2 separate regions of the Sus scrofa genome follow, and region 1 is linked to region 2. The links are chromatin contacts, called in public Hi-C maps. All regions are on one chromosome and are shown on one strand. Each heading gives the region's core, a stretch centred on a gene start, on an enhancer-like site or on the middle of the called end of the contact. The rest is flanking DNA. Distances are from core to core; before and after follow the strand shown.

Region 1 (2,700 bases), core at 112-2,611, 300 kb after region 2:
TCATGGCAATCACTAACGACTCCTCAGAGTTGTCAGTTCCAAGAGCTTCATCATCCCCTCAAGGAAAGAGGAGTCAGCTCAGCCTCTGCCAAGCGCCGCTGGTCTCTGTTCTATTTTTTTTTTTTTTTCCTTTCCTTTAGGGCCACACCTGCAGCATATGGAGGTTCCCAGGCTAGGGATCGAATCAGAGCTGCAGCTCTGGCCGACACCACAGCCGCAAGCAACAGGAATCCAAGCCACATCTGAGACCTACACCACCGCTCACGGCAATGCCAGATCCTAACCCACTGAATGGGGTCAGGGAGCGAGCCTACAGCCTCATGGATACGAGTCAGTTCTTAATCCACGGAGCCACAGTGGGAACTCCTGGTCTCTGTTCTTGAAACACAACTCAAGTCACTTCACAGAGGTGGGAGAGGCTGCGGAAGAACGAGGGCAGGGCCAAGTTCGTTCTAACTGAGAGGCAGGTTTGAGGGTCTGGACCAGGGTAGGCAAAGGAAGAGCATGTGGGCCCAAAGCAGCCTGCTGCCTGACTTTGCAAATAAAGTTTTCGTGGAACACACAGCTGCCTCCATTCATTTTGCTGATTGTTGCCGGCTGGCTTCTTGTTACAGCAGAGTAGCTGTGATAGGGACAGGATGGCCTGCAAAGCCTAAACTATTGAGGATCTGACCCTTTTCAGAAAACGTTCACTGACCTCTGAGATGGAAGATCCAGGCTCCTCACACGCTGGGTGTGTGGGCTTGGACAAGTCCATTCCTCTCTCTCAGCTTGTTTCCTCGTGGCAAAGCCAGACACAGTAACACTGCCTCCCTTCTGTGTTGCTTGTGCAACAAAAATGACTTCATCCGTGTGGAGGGCTTAGCTCTTATAAAACACTCAGTATAGGGTGATGGTTATGATGTTATTTAGAAAATGAGGATGGTTAACTCCTATTTCACATGATTATTCTCTGAAGCGACCGGAGATCAAGCCTGTGAAAACAGGTGGCAAAACACACGGTTATTATTGGTGCGAGCATCTTAAAGGCTTTTGAGATGATTCTCTGCTTCTCAGGAAAGCTAAGTAAGTTTTTTGAGGAGCAAATGGGGGAACTGGGAGGGTGGAGCTAAATTCTCATTTCGGAGGCAAAAGGATCTTTAGTCCCCAAATCCAAACCCTCTCGTTGAGCTGTCTGGGAAACTCTGCCCCCTGATCCTTGGCTGGGACTTGAACCTGCGCAGAACTAAAGCTGAAAAACCTGGCTGTTCTTTGGGCCGCCTTGGCATCGTCCCCAATAACAGGAGCTCAGGAATCCAGGCCTGTGTGTCTTTAAACACTTGGGTTGCTGCTACGGGCTCCACCAGAACCTGTTTAAACAGTAATCTGCTACAAGATATTAGCGCGCAGGTTCACAGGGGTGGGGAGACCTTTGTCTCCATACCCTTCAGGGAACTGTCCAGAAGCCAGCTGGGGGTGGCTGCCACGGATGACCTGCTTTAGTTTGGGAGCTACAGCCGCCTCCCATTCATTCTTTGTTTCACAACTTTTAAGTGAGCAGCTAATATCTGCCAGGCCCTGGGGATACGGCAATGCATGAATCACCCCCTGCCCCCGGCAACTGCCCTACCTCCCGTCTAATGGGAGGCAACAAACAATCTAATAGGCATCTGGGTGATCTGGTCCTGTAATAAGTCCTGCATTCGCCCCAGGATTTCAGTCCCACACTAAATACTGTACCGATGAACTGGAAAACCAATCTGGACCAGCTGTGTGATACACGGATGGCAGGAGTTAAGCGTGCCGGCTTCGGAGTAAGTCAGATCTGGGCAGGACTGGCTCTGTAATTTGCAAAATAAAAACGTGAGCCCCTTGTTCCAAAATTATTCAGAAATTCACAGAGTTCCCTTCGTGGCCCAGCAGAAATGAATCCAACTACCATCCATGAGGACCCGGATTTGCTCCCTGGGCTCTCTCAGTCGGTTAAGGATCCGGTGTCGCCCCAAGCTGTGGTGTAGGTCGCAGACGCGGCTCGGATCCCGAGTTGCTGTGGCTGTGGCGTAGGTCGGCACCTGCAACTCCAATTCGACCCCTAGCCTGGGAACTTTGACATGGCCACAGGTGCAGCCCTAAAAAGCATAAAAAAGAAGAAGAAACTCAGGATGACACGAGCAGAGCATTGAACTAGTGGGGTCCACAACCATGAAGCCAGCCTTGTACCGGGGGTCAAACTGCTTTCCAGCTGGATACCCTGGATTTATCTCTTCACCTGCCTCAGCATCCTTTTTCTCATCTGAACAAGAGGTGGGAAGGCCTAGGGGAGGGCTGGCTATTAAGTGAGAAGGCAGCAGGTAAAGCATTGAGCAGGAGGGCGAGCTCGGTGTTACTGTGTTCTCTGCCAGCGGTGACGGCTGCCTTTCATCCTATGAGAACAGCGCACATTTATGATTCTGAGATGATAGCTCAGACTTAGCATATAGTTGATGCCAGACGCTGCCTTTAGTTCTTTACAGATGTCCATTTCATCCTGCACACAGCCCTATTGTGTAGGCACCATTTAGCACCTAGAGATGGGGAAACTGGGACCCAAGGAGGAGCGGGAACTTGCTTGAGGTCTCACACCAGTCAGTGGAAGAATCCAGATTCAAAGATGGGACATCTGGCCCACAGGTCTGTGATCTTAACCCACCTATGTGTCCTGGGAGTTGACACATCCCTGAC
Region 2 (2,700 bases), core at 2-2,501:
AAGCAAGGGCAGGGACCGAACCCGCAACCTCATGGTTCCTAGTTGGATTCGTTAACCACTGCACCACGACGGGAACTCCCGGTTTCATTCTTTAGTCGCTCAACTAACATTCAAGAAAATCAATTAATACAATAATTTTTATTGAGTTTATCAAAGAAGACCACATTAACTCCAAGTTTAGGAAGTTTTATAGCTTAGCTTATAAAGATTCCACGTGGTGACGGCTAATTCTTCAGGAAACGTAATGATCAGGCTGCTTGGTTCAGTGGTATGTAATTATGGTTCTACTTTTTTACTCCACAAAACACTGACTGTGACTGCAATACGTAGCTAACATTTTAGGAATGATCCTCTGAAGAGCTAATTTTTGGGGATTCCAGCCTGAAACACATAATCTCAATCATTTCTGAGAAGAGATGTCTGCTGCAAAATAAAAAGGTTTTGGCTTTAGATGGGTCTCTAGGGAGGCTCTTTCTTCTCATGACATGTTACCTGACAACAGAGAAGGACAATGGCTAATACTTACTGAGCCCTTAGGCCATGTGAGCGGCACGACAACCCCATGGGATAATTATCACTATCATCTCCATTTTACAGATGAGACCGTGGAGGCCTACTTAGTATAGGACAGAGTTGGGTTTTTTGTTTGTTTGGTTGGTTGGTTTTTAGGGCCGCACCCGTGGCAGGCTAGGGGTCCAATCGGAGCCACAGCCACAGCCACGAGGGATCTCAGCCACGTCTGCAACCTACACCACAGCTCATGGCAATGCTGGATCCCTGACCCACTGAGCGAGGCCAGGGATCGACCCCACATCCTCAAGGATACTGGTTGGATTTGTTTCTGCTGCGCCACGACGGGAACTCCCAGAGTTGGGTTTTAAATCATAGTCTGATAGACCTGTAACACCACGCTGGTCTTGGCCACATCACAGAGCTGCTGCCACGACACTGAGAAATCTAAACTAGAATCTGACATCACTGCAGGCTGAAGCAGGAACTCCAGCTTGTGGCCGTGAGGGTGAGCAGGCTGTTCCTCCGATGAAATAAACAAGCAGAAACATTCACGAGAGCAACAGGGGTGAGGGTGACTGGGTAAGTCCCTATTTCTGATACCCCAAGTCCACTCCTGGGGACATGCCTATAAACCCTGGCAGAACACCACTGACCATAAATGTCCAAAGAGTGGCCACCCGTTTGTAGTGATTATGAGATAAAAAAAATGTGTCCGGATGTAGCCGGCCAAGGGTCGGAAATGACAATAAAGAGAGAACCTTATGAGTACTTCCTGCAGGCGGTGGAAACTGGCTTTCATTAACATAAGTGTTTCCAGGCTCTTATTGTATAAAATGGTGTTGTTCCAGCTCCACATAGACAAATTTGCTTTTGAGCCAGGGTCAGAAATCACTAGGGCAAAGGGAGCCTGACTCGCTGCCTGAACTCGGAGGCGGGGTGATTTACTGCCTGTGACTGGTGTTGGGCAAGATAAGCGCACACTGCGAAGGGTGTCCTGGCTCTCTCCTCTGTCGGGTCTATTCTGTAGCATGTTTTCAACGACCTATCTTGTATTAAACACTGAAGATGTTCCAGTAACTCAGAAAGTAATCAAACACTGCTGGTGGTTACTGGTAACCCACACCTCGGCTCTCGGTTTTTAAACTGTCCCCCTCTGATTCACACCCTATAAACAAATGACGCCTTTTCAGGTTTTGCACACGACTGTTCGAGGAGGCTCTGCCTCTCCAACCTGACTCTGATCTTAAGGTCAGGAACCAAGCCGGAGAATTCTATCTTTGGACTGGAGGGTAACTGGCACAAAGCTGGGTTCTAGATATTTGCAGCTGAAAATCAAATCCACAGATATCTGGCTTCTATCACAGAAATTTCTTAGAACCTCCTTCGGAATCACCTGGGAAGTTCGGTGAACTCCAGTAAGGATACTTGGGAGAGAGGTCGAGGAATGTTCATTTTAAACAAGCCCCTTAGAATATTCTTGGGTACATGGAAGCCTGGGAAGTGGAGAGCTGTTATGTAAAAAGAAAAACTTACATGCTGAGTATATGTTTCAGACAAGGGATGGGTGAGATTTTAACAAAATCAAGTTTAAATAACACTCCTGACCTCATTTCTTTTTTTTTTTTTTTTTTGTCTTTTTGTCTTGTTCTTGTTGTTGTTGCTATTTCTTGGGCCGCTCCCACGGCATATGGAGGTTCCCAGGCTAGGGGTCCAATCGGAGCTGCAGCCACCGGCCTACGCCAGAGCCACAGCAACGCGGGATCCGAGCCACGTCTGCAACCTACACCACAGCTCACGGCAACGCCGGATCGTTAACCCACTGAGCAAGGGCAGGGACTGAACCCGCAACCTCATGGTTCCTAGTCGGATTCGTTAACCACTGCGCCACGACGGGAACTCCCTGACCTCATTTCTTCTTCAGTCCTCTCCACTGCTTGAAACATCATCCTGGAGCAAAATTCTGATCAAGCCCTTTCTTTGCTCAAAACCTTCTCAACGATGAGAATATAAAACCTATGGTCATTAAGTTTGTCATTTAAGAATCTTTATGACTGGCTGCAAACAACATAACTTTTCTTTCCCTTTTTGGCCACGCCCTTGGCATATAGAAGTTCTTGGGCCAGGGATCAAATCCAAGCTACAGCTGTGACCTAAGCCATCCTTAACCCACTGCACTTGGCCAGGGAT

What was found. Hi-C and Micro-C count contacts between places; a contact is called where the count stands out from the background.
Region 1: a contact with region 2 is called in a Hi-C map of liver, with 2.4 times the contacts expected there. The contact joins two enhancer-like sites. A contact is called at or near these places in 1 of 5 promoter capture datasets (liver) and 2 of 47 Hi-C or Micro-C datasets (heart right ventricle and liver).

Annotation. Positions count from the first base shown.
Region 1 is chr3:28,902,975-28,905,674 of Sscrofa11.1, forward strand. No RefSeq gene overlaps it. Among named protein-coding and RNA genes, the nearest start is that of MIR365-1, 3.9 kb to the right of the region's middle. Within about 2 kb of position 1,362, at least 2 of the 83 cell types and tissues checked have an H3K27ac peak or open chromatin away from gene starts, as enhancers often do. A contact at or near this core is called in liver, where this site is marked.
Region 2 is chr3:28,607,445-28,610,144 of Sscrofa11.1, forward strand. It overlaps a transcript of BFAR not described here. Among named protein-coding and RNA genes, the nearest start is that of PARN, 8.0 kb to the right of the region's middle. Within about 2 kb of position 1,252, at least 30 of the 83 cell types and tissues checked have an H3K27ac peak or open chromatin away from gene starts, as enhancers often do. A contact at or near this core is called in liver, where this site is marked.